4 separate regions of the Sus scrofa genome follow, and all the other regions are linked to region 2. The links are chromatin contacts, called in public Hi-C and HiChIP or PLAC-seq maps. All regions are on one chromosome and are shown on one strand. Each heading gives the region's core, a stretch centred on a gene start, on an enhancer-like site or on the middle of the called end of the contact. The rest is flanking DNA. Distances are from core to core; before and after follow the strand shown. Region 1 holds the start of FDPS (farnesyl diphosphate synthase). Region 2 holds the start of SLC50A1 (sugar transporter SWEET1). Region 3 holds the start of PMVK (phosphomevalonate kinase). Region 4 holds the start of FLAD1 (FAD synthase).

Evidence for each region. A called contact is a pair of places that touch in the nucleus more often than the background predicts. HiChIP or PLAC-seq counts read pairs in DNA pulled down with a chosen protein or histone mark.
Region 1: a contact with region 2 is called in a Hi-C map of epiblast stem cells, with 2.3 times the contacts expected there. The contact joins the promoter of FDPS here to the promoter of SLC50A1 in region 2. A contact is called at or near these places in 1 of 5 promoter capture datasets (liver) and 1 of 47 Hi-C or Micro-C datasets (epiblast stem cells).
Region 3: a contact with region 2 is called in an H3K27ac HiChIP or PLAC-seq map of alveolar macrophages. The contact joins the promoter of PMVK here to the promoter of SLC50A1 in region 2. A contact is called at or near these places in 1 of 47 Hi-C or Micro-C datasets (liver) and 1 of 2 datasets of contacts at active chromatin or transcription factors (alveolar macrophages).
Region 4: a Hi-C map of liver shows a contact between it and region 2, with 7 times the contacts expected there. The contact joins the promoter of FLAD1 here to the promoter of SLC50A1 in region 2. A contact is called at or near these places in 1 of 5 promoter capture datasets (liver) and 3 of 47 Hi-C or Micro-C datasets (embryonic fibroblasts, epiblast stem cells and liver).

Annotation. Positions count from the first base shown.
Region 1 is chr4:94,512,318-94,515,336 of Sscrofa11.1, reverse strand. It overlaps FDPS (farnesyl diphosphate synthase), which reads left to right and starts at 1,643. Exons shown (of 10, transcript NM_001185131.1): 1 at 1,643-1,824; 2 at 1,902-2,064. The coding sequence starts at 1,643.
Region 2 is chr4:94,664,013-94,667,272 of Sscrofa11.1, reverse strand. It overlaps SLC50A1 (sugar transporter SWEET1), which reads left to right and starts at 1,787. Exons shown (of 7, transcript XM_003125719.3): 1 at 1,787-1,953; 2 at 2,278-2,355; 3 at 2,495-2,618; 4 at 3,221-3,260. The coding sequence starts at 1,874. It also overlaps a transcript of EFNA1 not described here.
Region 3 is chr4:94,860,215-94,863,068 of Sscrofa11.1, reverse strand. PMVK (phosphomevalonate kinase) reads right to left here and starts at 1,401. Exons shown (of 5, transcript NM_001168416.1): 1 at 1,229-1,401. The coding sequence starts at 1,323.
Region 4 is chr4:94,811,769-94,814,875 of Sscrofa11.1, reverse strand. FLAD1 (FAD synthase) reads left to right here and starts at 1,364. Exons shown (of 8, transcript XM_001929375.6): 1 at 1,364-1,533; 2 at 1,997-2,221. The coding sequence starts at 2,141.

The DNA of each region.
Region 1 (3,019 bases), core at 394-2,893, 150 kb after region 2:
GAGCCAACAGTGTGAAGCCGTGTGTGTGTGTTCTGCTGAGTTTTATCTTTCTTGGGCACTTAAAGCACTTTATATACTTCATCTCTCACGGGGTTTTCCTCATTTAACAAATGAGGGAAGTCTGTTTTAATTACGTTAACTGAGGCTCCGAGAAGTTCTATGATTTGCTTAAGTGGTCCTTCTGGAGTTTTAGTAATGTGCCACTCAATTGCACAGGAAGATAATGAAAACTGAAATGTAGTAAAGGCAACAGCTGGGAGCGTAGGAAACTCCCAGCCTGCTTCCCATTTGCCACAGCAGCCTCTAATCTTGGCCCACTCTACCTCCTTCTAGCTGTGGGCCCCGGGGTGCTGCACTTCCATTGGCTGTGGGTTACAGGGCCTCATACTCATACGAGGGAAAACATCCAATCAGAGTGGCTCGTCTCCACCCTGCCAGTACACGCTAGATTGCGTTGTAGTTGTCCCTCCCGTGGCATGCCGGGAATTGTAGTTTACTGGGCCTTTCTGCCTATAGCGAAAAGAGATGGAGAACTACTAGTCCCAGAGAGCTGAGCGTTGAGGAGTCCGGTTTTTAGGCATACCCCAGCAATTCTCTGGATCCACAACCGGCATCCAGGAACAGGTGAGAGAGGTCTCGGGCAGGGAGTGGAGGCACGGGTTAGAAACTCAGCCTTACTTCTGTAGTGATACTTTGAGGCACAGGAGGACCAGTACGTTGTGCTGGAGTTCCCCCGCTTTGGGGGTTGGTGGGACCGACTGGCTAACCTCATGGATGTGAAAAACTCCCATCCCTGTCCTGTGCTTTCCTGGAACCCTCAGTGTAACTGCACATTGGTTTGCTCTTCTACTGCGAACTCTCCCCACCTGCCCACTGTTGTTCTGAGGTTGTCTGCATAGTTCTAGTCTGTAAAGGCTTAGGACACCCAGTCCCAGAGCCTCAGACCACATGTCCATAGCACCCAGGGGTTCCTGTTTCATGTCTCTTCATCTCACAGACTCTGTACCCCTCTTTCTGGCTACTGGGAAGACCTGGATTCTAGGTTTGGTACCCACGTCCTAGGTATCTTCCTACCTCCTAGAGGCTCAGCTTGACTTATATAAAATAGGTTGATTTAAGGGTCTTCCTAGCCCCCAGTTCTGAATTCCTTTACTCTAGACTCTTCTCTCTGTACTCCAGGACTTGGGAAGCAGCCAGGGGTGTAGCAATTCCAGAGAATCCCTGGAGGGGAGGCATTGATGGTTGAAAAGGATAAAGTTAGGTGGCAATAAGTTTTAGTCACCTTTTTTTTCTTTTTGGCGACACCTATGGCATGTGGAAGTTCCTAGGCCAGGGATCCAACCTGCCCACAACAGTGACAAGACTGGGTCCTTAACCACTAGGCCACCAGGAAACTCCAAGTTCTAGCCATCATATTTTAAGTGCAGTTAGTTTATTCTCAGTCACCCAGCTGTACTTTTTGTTCCCCACATTTTTTTTTTTCCCTGTAAATGCCCTCAATCTCATACCAGGAGAAAGTGGGGCCTTCTGGCTATGGAGGTAAAAGTTCGGGGAGGTGACCTGGGGAGCTGCCAACGTGCATCTGCCTTTGGTGCTTGCTCCTGCAGGGAGTGCTCAGTGCCCCTTCCCTGTACCACCCCCCATGCTGCCCCTGTCCCGCTGGCTGAGATCTGTGGGGCTCTTCTTGCTGCCAGCCCCCTGCTGGGTGCCCCGGGAGAGGTGGCTGGGTCCCCTACGGCGGCCCTCCCTGGTGCACGGGTGCCCAGTCCTGGGGGCATGGCACAGTGCTCGCTGCTGGTGCCAAGCGTGGACAGAGGAGCCTCGGTGAGTTTGGTGGGGGTGAGGGGCCTTGGGGAGGGGAGCAGCTGTTCAGGTTTCTGACTTGTCCTCCCTCTCCTCAGAGCATTTTACTCCTCCCTCAGAATGAACGGAGACCAGAAATTGGACGCTTATGCCCGAGAAAGGCAGGATTTCATCCAGCACTTCTCCCAGATCGTCAAGGTGCTGACTGAGGAGGACATCGGGCACCCAGAGATAGGAGATGCTGTTGCCCGACTCAAGGAGGTGAGGGATTTATGACTGGAGAGAGTCTTTGCTCTCTCTGCATGTGTGGGATCCAGCTCTGGCTTTTGGGGGACTTTTGGCAGGGGTGGGAGCAGGGTTTTACCTGAGCGTTTCTGGGTGCCCTCTGGAGGTGCAGGTATACTTAGCCCAGTAGTCCTGCCTGGTGGTTCTTTTGGGCCATCCGCACTGCTTTGAATAAGGGTGGAGGGCCCTGGGGGTGAGGCATTAGGCATCCAGAAATAATGAGGGGCTACCTTGGCAGGGACCTGGGAGGAAGGCAGTCTGAGATGGGCTTGGGTGAAGCTAGTGCATCAGAAACTCCTGCTCTAGGACAAGAACTATTGCTGAGATACTTAAGTTGCCTTATTGTTTTATTCCTTTTTTTTTTTTTTTTTTAAAGGGCCACAAGTGTGGCATATGGAAGTTCCCAGGTTAGGGGTCTTATTAGAGCTGCAACCACAGCAACACCTGATCCTAGCCATGTCTGACTTACACCACAGCTCATGGCAGCACCTGATCCTTAACCCACTGAGCAAGGCCAGGGATTGAACCTGTGTCCTCATGGATACTAGTTTGCGTGCATTACTGCTAAGCCACAATGGGAACTCCTAATTCTTTTATTCTTTTAGAGTATCTAGTAATTCTTACTATAAATGCTCTCTCATTTGTCTGAGGGGAACTAAGGAGAAGGGGGTGTGTCTACACTGGGATGGAGATTAAAAGGGAAGTCTTCCCAGTGAATTAGATCTAAGGGCAGCCAACGGCACAGAGGTCCCAGCAGGACATGCCATTGGAGGAGTGGGGGACGGGTCCTCCACCCTATGGTCTCCTCCAAGATTTCCTCTGGCCGACTTTGGGTGGGTGGGTGGGGGGGCTTTAATAAAGTGAGAGAGGCTTTTCATTTGCAGATAGGTTGAACTGTGGGTAGGAGGAGGGGGCTGGGAAAGGAGGAATG
Region 2 (3,260 bases), core at 538-3,037:
GGCAGAGGCCACATCTGGCGTAAAGAGAACTATTACTGAGGCTCCTCCCAGAGCCTCAGTCCCTGGGAAGCACTCCCACGACATGCATAAGCTGCCACCCAGAGGAGGTGCCATCCCCACATCCACCTGAGGGACAGACAGTCCTTTCCCCTCCCTTCCTGCCCATAAGCCAAAGAGACAAGCTCTGTGAACATGGCTCACGAAGGGCACTGTGGGAACCGAGCTGGAAGGGGCTTGGGGTCACATGGATGGACTCCGAGCTTGGCAAAGATGCCCCTCCCAGAGAGAGCCACGATGGCCAGATGAACTGACTGAAGGAAAAACAAGACGGAACCCAACATAAGTGTCCGTGAGGATGTGGATTAGATCTCTGGCCTCGCTCAGGGGGTTAAGGATCCGGCGTGGCTGCAAGCTGTGGTGTAGGTCACAAATGCGGCTCGGATCCAGTAGTGCTGTGGCTGAGCCAAGGACAGGAGAAGCAGCATGCTTGGGCTAACCCAGCATCTCTCCCAGGACTGTCCTCTGTGGCGCTGTCACAGAGAGGTTTGTAGCCAGGCACTGCATCCTCTCCCATCCTGGGGCAGCATTTCCCAGAGCTGTGCCAGCAGGGGGGCTGTGCCAACCTGGTCTTAAGGTGTATCTGTAAGGGCAGGGCCCACACACACACAGTCTGTGCCTAGACTAAAGCCTGAGGGGCAGGGCCCACATGTACAGAATCTGCATATGAACTTTCTGTGTCTGTGCTGATTTCTACAACTGGAACTTTTTTATACTGTGTTCTTTGTCTCAAAATAAAGTGATGTGTTTGGTTTTTCAGACTTGCTTTTTTGCCCCTCCATCCTGATTTAAGTCCCTGCTATTTGCTAGGCTCTGTGTTATACCAGTAGGAACTGGGTTTGAATTTGCTCCTCACTCACCCAAAAGGGTGAGGTGTTTCCTCCCCTGAGGGTTGTCCAGGACAGGAGTGCTCCCCACGAGAATGTCTCAGGCCCTAGCCTGCTCCCCACTCTGGAAGTTCTTTCTGTCCAACCTCTGCCCCACTCCCACCCTCTCCGCGCTGGGCTTTGGCATACTGTTCAGGTACTCATTCTGCAGGGTGAGTCAGAGCAGCCGCTCAGGGGAACGCCAGCTGAGGCATGTGGCCCGCCCCACAGCCCCGCCAGCGGAGGCTGCCGTGTGTGGGAGGCTGGGAGGGAAAGTTCCCAGCAGCAAGTCGGTTGGACTAGGGGGTCAGTGATACACGCTTGGCCAGTGGGTTGGCCAAGTCACGGAAAGTTGGCAGTGTGGCTGAAGGGGGAGGGCAGCTCACAAAGACTCGGTGATTCCTGGCAATCCCTGTTATTTAGGGAAAAGACCGGAAAGAGGCTTCAGCAAATGAGGAAAAAAATCTCCCAAGCTCTGGGCAACTGAAATTCCGAGCCGGGGCTCTGCCTGGGGAGCGTGTCGAAGTCTGCCTAGCAAGCTGCTGTTTTGGAGTTCTACCACGTAGGCTTTCGGGCCTGTGGGAAAGAGTTGAGGCTGGGGGGCTAGGGATCCAGGGGGTCAGCAGAGAGTGTGGAGCGGTTGGTCCCGGGGACAAATACGCCAAACCTTAGGAAGGAGACCGGCGGGAAAAGAGAGCAACTTGAACCCCCGCAAACCCACGAGCCGACAGCCAGGCGGGTGGGGGCGGGACGGGCGCTCGGAGGGGCGGGGCCTGAGTTCCTGCTTGACGTCCTAGGGGTGGGCCGGGTTCCGGTTTAATTTCCGGGGGGGACGGCCGAGGGCGCAGGGGCGGGGCCGGGGGCGCGGAGGGGCGGGGCTCCGGCGTCGCGGGCTCAGGATCCCGCAAGCTGGTGTCCAGCGCAGAGCGCGAGATCCGGCTCGGGGAGGGATGGAGGCGGGCGGATTGGCGGACTCGCTCCTTTCCGGAGCTTGCGTGCTCTTCACCCTCGGCATGTTCTCCACCGGCCTGTGAGAAGCGTGGACGGGCTGGGCTGGGGCAGGACCAGGAAATCGGGAGAGGAGAAACAGGGGACAGAGACGTGGCGGCAGCCTCAGGCTGCATCCGGAACCTAGAGTCAAAGTGGAATCGGGTCGAGGGGGCCGGGGGACAGGGGCGAGGCCAGTCACTTAACCTGAGGGAGAAGGCCAGGATGCTGAGGGCGGGACCCGGGGGGGGGGGGGCGGCGTCTGCAGTTGTCCGGGGAAAATGACAGGCATCGGGGATCTTGACGCCCCGGCAGCCTGGTTCTCCCGTTCCACCTCTCCCCCCTACCTTTCGGGGCCCCGTTACAGCTCGGACCTCAAGCACATGCGGATGACCCGGAGCGTGGACAGTGTCCAGTTCCTGCCCTTTCTCACCACGGATGCCAAGTGAGAGGGGCGATGCCTGCGTCGGGAAAGGCTTCTGAGGGAGGTTGGGGAGGGGTAAGGAGGAATGTGGAGGAGGCCCCTCGGGTCCCCCGCCCACCCTCCACCCTGCGGACGAATGTCCCTCCCCTCCACCCTGCAGCAATCTGGGCTGGCTGAGTTATGGGGCCTTGAAGGGAAACGGGACGCTAATCGTCGTCAATGCTGTGGGTGCTGTGCTTCAGACCCTGTATATCTTGGTGTATCTGCACTACTGCCATCGGAAGGTAGAGGCCCTTCATCTCTGCTGCACGCCCTGCCTTGCCTTACTGGCAAGGCAAACACTGCTTCCTAGAAGACTGTAACAGGTTGGCACTGCCACCTTTTCCTGGAAGACCCCTCCAGCCTTGCAGTCCTCCTTCCTCCATGAGGCTAGCCTTCTGGGATGCACATATGGTCCCCCATTCTGGCAAGGCCAATAGCTCTGCCTAGCCTGATAGTGCCTTGCTGCCCAACAGAGTGAAAGGGATTTTTTTTGTCTCCATGTTTCCTTCAGAGCCAAGGCCAGTGGCTGAGAGTGAGATGATTAGCTCTGCTTCCTCATTCACACAAGCATTAAACTCCTACTCTGTGTAGCAAGCTCACCAAACCAAACAACAAAAAAGATATACTTTTCCCTCCCCTAGACACCTTCAGTATGGTGGGGGGATCAGATATGTGCTACAGTCACTGGTAGGAAAGAGGCTGTGACATGTGCAATACAGGAGGCTTAGACAATGGGTGGCTCCCTCACTGGAGCATGGGAGAGGGCAGGATGAATTAATTCCAGCAGCAGTGTCAGAAAGGGCTCCAGGCACCTCCAGAGGTAAGGCTACTCTCTCCTCTGCAGGGTGCTGTGCTCCTTCAGACTGCAACCCTGCTGGTGGTCC
Region 3 (2,854 bases), core at 152-2,651, 200 kb before region 2:
TTGGGGGTGAAGAGAAACAAAACTTAGGAGAAAGTGGCAGACACTTAGTGGTGAACGATTCAGGTGGCAAACTCTGCCCTGGGCTTTTCCACAACCTCTTAGAACCCCCATGGTGCCCCAAAGCAACCTCCTGGTACCCCCACCACACTGGCCCTCAAGAGGACCTGGCTTCTGTGCTCTCCAGGGCCGCATCTCAGCAAAAGTGCTCCCACACCGAACATCTTACTTGGAGAGAAAACCTGAGCAAAAGGTATTATCTGGAGAAGCAGTGGGATAAAGCAGAAGGAATTCATTCCTTGGAGCTAGACTAAAGCTGAATTTGAGTCCTGGATCTGCCAATTACTTTGTGCTCCTGGCAAGTCTGGGTCTGGGTTTTGGGGTTTGCTTGCTTGTTTGTTTTTTTGCCATTTCTTGGGCTGCTCCCACAGTACATGGAGGCTAGGGGTCTAATCGGAGCTGTAGCTGCCAGCCTACGCCACAGCCACAGCAACGGGAGATCCGAGCCTCCTCTGTGACCTACACCACAGCTCACAGCAACACCAGATCCTTAACCCACTGAGCGAGGCCAGGGATCGAACGCGCAGCCTCATGGTTCCTAGTCAGATTCGTTAACCGCTGTGCCACAACGGGAACTCCTGTTTTGTTTTGTTTTGTTTTTTAACTTTTCAGAGTGTGGGTTTCTTCATTTGTGAAACGGAGATACTGACGAATAAGACCACACAGTACCTAACAAAGAAATTTTGAGAATTAAATTATATATCCATACAGTATTTGGCACACAATAAAGGCTCAAATAAACCCCAGGTCCTAGGTGATTGTGGGGCAAAGATTTGTCTTTGGAGTCAGACACACTGGGGTGTGGGCTGAGAAAATTCCTTTATTTGTGACTCAATTTCCTCATCTGTAACAGTTACCTGGCAACACTGTCTGGAAGACTGGGAGTGGTTTATAAAAAGTGCCTTTTTTATAACTTCTTTATGCTTCTTGGAGAGACCTAACAGCTTACAGCTTCTGGAGAGGTGGGCCCCTGGTTCTTTGAGGAGGGCTGTGTGTAGATTCTCTTCAACGTGATGGTGACAATCCTGCACCTCTCGCCGCCCAGGGCTCCCCCTGCCCAGCAACATGAGGACCCCCTACGCAAAGTACACTCTATCACACCCAAACACACCCCTCGTGTCACGTGACTGGGGATCTCCCCGGTCCTCCTCCGTCCCGGCCCCACGGACACCTGCTCTGCAGCGCCTCGGTCACGAAGTCCTTCCCGGATTTCCTCTTCCCGCTGAAAAGCAGCACCAACCGCGGGACGCTTCCCAGGGGTGCCATGGGGCCGCTACGCTTTGCGATCCCTACAGCGGATCCTGAACCCTTACCCCTTAAATCGAGCCACCCGGCACAGAATGGACGCGGCCACTGGATGGAGCGGCAACAAGAAGGGGTTCCGCCCGCCCGTCTTCTCCATGGCCGTGGAGAGGATGGTCAACCTGCACAAGTGCTTCTGTGCCTTTACACTAAAGCCTACATAAATGGACTGTGGAGAGAAAGAAGGTTAAGTCCCTGGGCAGCTTTCTCCCCTAAAGAAGCTCCCCTGCCAGAACTCATTTGGAACAGTCCAACCCGCCCAGACTCTAACGTCACGGCCTCGCCTTCTGAGCTGACGCTCGTGACACGTGAGGGGGCGGGAATTGGACGCGACTATTTTCCTCCGAGGAGGAGTGACATCTTAAAATGTCCGAAGTGACCCTCACGCTGTCTTCCACACCGTCCTAAAAAATTGTGAAAAAAAAGAATAAACGTGTTCATATTGCAGACGTTTTCAAAACTGCCTTTTTATCTGTGCATTTTAATGTACGTGTAAAGCCAATCCTTATATGCCCCACAGTGAAAATGGGTGTTTCTGGAGACGAAACCTGGCGAGGACTCGAGAGGTGTGTCTGGTGACGTCATGCTGGGGGTGGGACTTAGTCAAAAGACCTGATTTTATTGTTAAGCCGGTTTGAAAACCGGAGGGGTCGATGTGTTCGACCCTTTAAGGCCCGCGAGAAAATTCTCATCGCTTTTCTAGCCGCATCCTTCACTCCAAAGATTTTCGGAATCCACAGAGCTTGGAATGACTATAGAATAAGTTAAAAGGGGGCTTTGAAGCCACTTCTGGAAATTACCTAGTTTTATGTGGAGTCCAGCTCTCAGCCAGGAGTTCTAGGGGGAAAAATAAGGGATGCTGATCTGTCCCTTCCCTGAATTCCCAGTCCTGCCTCTGCTCCCAGCGGTTGACAGCCAGCCCGTTAAGCAATCAGAATTTCTTTTTTTTGTTTTATGTATTTAATTATTTTGCTTTTTAGAGCCGCACCGGGGCATATGGAAGTTCCCAGGCTAGGAGTGGAAGCAGAGCTGTAGCTACCTGCCTACACCACATCCCCAGCAATGCTGGGTCTGCGACCTACACCGCAGCTCGTGGCAACGCCAGATCCTTAACCCACTGAGCGAGGCCAGGAATCGTGGCCTCATGGATACTAGTCGGATTCGTTTCCGCTGAGCCACAAGGTGAACTCCTGCAAGTGGAGTTTCTTTAGCTCTGGCTCTGTCACAGCTGTCCGGTAGTTCTCTGAGCTTGTCAACACAGGGCCTGCGACCCATTACTGCCTCCATCTTACAAGCTATAAGGTCATGTGCAGAGAAATGAGATGGAAAGACCTTCTTTGAGAGAAACCATTAATTCACTGAATATTGAAAACATGGCACAGGAGAAGCTGTGGACATTGAATGATCAATGGTCAGATACACAAAGATTGGACTTTGGGAAGGTCTTTTTTTTCTTGTAAACAACTCTGAAAGCAGTACACTCATCTGGGAATTT
Region 4 (3,107 bases), core at 115-2,614, 150 kb before region 2:
GATGGGACCAGAGCTGATGGTTGGGGGTTGGGGGGAGTGTCACATATCGTTATTACTAATACAGATCATTTCGCATATGGCTTATGTAATTGGGAAAGCCCGATTTTTTTTTTTTTTTTTTTTTTTTTTTTTCTTTTTGAGCTGAGATTCTTTGAGTTGGAAGAAACACGGGGCTTATTGAGAAAGAAGGGACTAGAAGCCTGGCTCTACCATTCACTGTGGTGTTTCTGCGGTTGTTTGGGATAGTAAATTCAGGCCAGGTGTGGTTCAACAGTGCTCCAGATGAATGAATTTTAGACTTTTAGGAAAGAGTGTCGTCAGCATGACAGGAGGGTTTGTTAAATGCAGATCTCAAGCCCCACCTAAACCTCCAGAATCCCATAGATTTAATCAGCACATTAAAAAGGCCCCCCCTTATGATTCATGAGTATTAGGGTTTAAGAAGTACTTTTTAGACTAAAAGCAAGTGAAATAAGAGGAAGCTAGAATAATATGATAATCCAAAATAGACACATGGCACTCCCTAGTCACTGCCCTCACTTGTACCCACAAGACCAATTAACTGGGAGAGGTTATGTTTAAAGAACCATCTGGAACAAGGTGGGGCAAGACTTTTTCTTGTCGAAGAGGTTTAAGTAATTAGCTTTATTGTTTATAACAGGGACAAATGAAAGTTCCATACACTAAAAGCTCACCTCCAGGATCTTGCTACCTCACAGGCAATGCTGCCAATTTTTTTGGTGTCCGTGCAACTTCCATCTGCTACAATATAAAATCCCCTCTGATATTAGCCCCTGACCCCTTAGAATGAGTCATCTGTTAATGAATAACAGATATGCATACAAGAATCTGAATACAGGAGTTCCCGTCGTGGCTCAGCAGTTAACGAACCCGACTAGCATCCATGAGGGCGCGGGCTTGGTCCCTGTCCTCGCTCAGTGGGTTAAGGATCTGGCGTTGCCGCGAGCTGTGGTATAGGTTGCAGACGCGGCTCGGATCTGGCGTTGCTGTGGCGTAAGCCGGCGTCTACAGCTCCAGTCGGACCCCCAGCCTAGGAACCTCCATATGCCGCAGGTGCGGCCCTAAAAAGACAGGCCCAAAAAAAAAAAAGAAATATGAACACAGAAAGGAGATTAGAGTCAAGCCTCCCTTTACTTCCACCACCAGACAGGAAACCCCAAAGCCCTTAAAGCACCTGCACCCCTCATCGCTCCTTTCACTCCAGAGACGCCCCAAATCCCGCCCCGAGGGAAAAGAAGCCCCGCCCCCGACTGAAGGCCAGCCCCCACGTTTCCGGGTAAGGGGTGACCACGTGGTTGTCACCAATAACAACCCAGCACTACTCCCGCCCACTGGCTACAGCTCTCGAGCGATGATCGACTACACCAATGGGCCCTTAGAAGTAGTCTGAGCGACAGCCAAAATGACCAATTAATACGAGGTAGGTATGAGTCTAAGGCGGGACTCTGAGTACGGAAGCTGCCCCGAAACAGGAGGAGAGAGGGAAAGACCCGGTGAAAGGGCAAGAGGCAGGTGAGAACCTGGAAAAGCTCAGTAGTCTGAAGCGTGGCGGGAAGAGACAGTATTCCGGGCTGGAAAGGGTGCGGAAGGCTGCAGAAGAAGGGGCTGAGTTCTGGTTGGGGGTGGAGGGAGGGAACGCATTTAAAGGGGCCAAGGCCCAGGCTAAGGTAGACATTTAAAGGAACAGGTGCGGTAAAGAGAAGAGACATTTATTTAAAGGCGCAGATGCGCAAGGTAGAGCGGACCCTAGAGGAGCCGAGTTCGGCGGGCAGAAGACATTTAAAGTGGTAGATGTTCTGGAGGGAACATTTTCAGGAGACTAGAACCGAGCCTAGAAAACATAAAAAGAGGTATGGGCTAGGGTTTGAGAGCAGGTTTATTAAAGGGGCCGGTGTAAAGGAGTCGATTGTCAAGGGCCTAATGAGGAAGACGGTGCACTCCTGCTCTCCCCTATTGTCCTTTCTGGCTCCTCCAGGTTCCCTCGACCCCGGAACCCCTGTTCCCAGGCTATGACCCCCAGTGCCCTGTAGATCTGGCGGGCCCCCAGTGCTTGCGACCCCTATTTTGGGGTCTGGGTGGCTACTGGAGGGCCTTGCGGAGGGGCAGAGAAGGCAGGACCATGGCATCTAGGGCCTCTGAACCTCCCCCAGGGCGCAGCGTGACGGCGGGCATCATCATTGTTGGAGATGAGATCCTCAAGGTGTGTCTGGGACAGAAGAGGGGGGAGGGTGCAGCGTTCTCCTAACACGTTCTGTTAAGGGAGGGTGAACCAGGGTGGGAGCCCCCCTTGCTACCGTAGGGTCCTGGAGTGAGTCCAGTATATTGCAGGAAGAGTGACCTTCATTTATTCAATTACTCTGCTGAAAAACTTGTAGCAAAGTCCCTATAATTAGCCATGCTGTGTGGGAGGGGAGGAGAGGCTTTAACAGCAATGATGAGGAGGAATTCCGGGTGTGGCACAACGGGGATAGGCGGCTGCTTCTCTGGAGCGCTGGGCCACAGGTTCCAGTCCTGGCTGGCATAGTGGGATACAGTGGGTTAAGGATCCAGAAGTGCCGCAGCTGGACCATAGGTCACAACTGCTGCTCAGATCTGATCCCTGGCCTGAGAACTCCATATGCAGTGGGGTGGTGGGAAAAAAAAAAATGACAAGGAGTCCCATGTATACAGGAGGTATTATTTCAGAGTTATAGCCAGCCTAACTGGAAAATGATCCGAGGCATTCAGCAGAGTAGCTAAGTGGGATGGAAGGAAAGTACCAGAAGGGAGAAATCCCTTCTGAATGATCAAGGAAGTCTCATGAGAGGTCACGGTGAGCATCAGGTTCACAGTAGTACTATTACGTGCTTACTAGGGCCTGGCAGCGTGCTTATTACATGGCCTGTGTGGTTTTACTGATCCTCACAACAACCCCATGACGTGGGTATTTTTACTGTCAATATCAATGAATAGATTATGAGAATAAGGCTCAGAGTTGAGAGACTCACCCATGTGGAACAGCAGCTAAAAAGTGGTAGATGGGATTCCAACCCGATTCTCACTCCAGAGTCACCCTTAACCGCTAAACTCTGTGGAGAAGTAGAAGG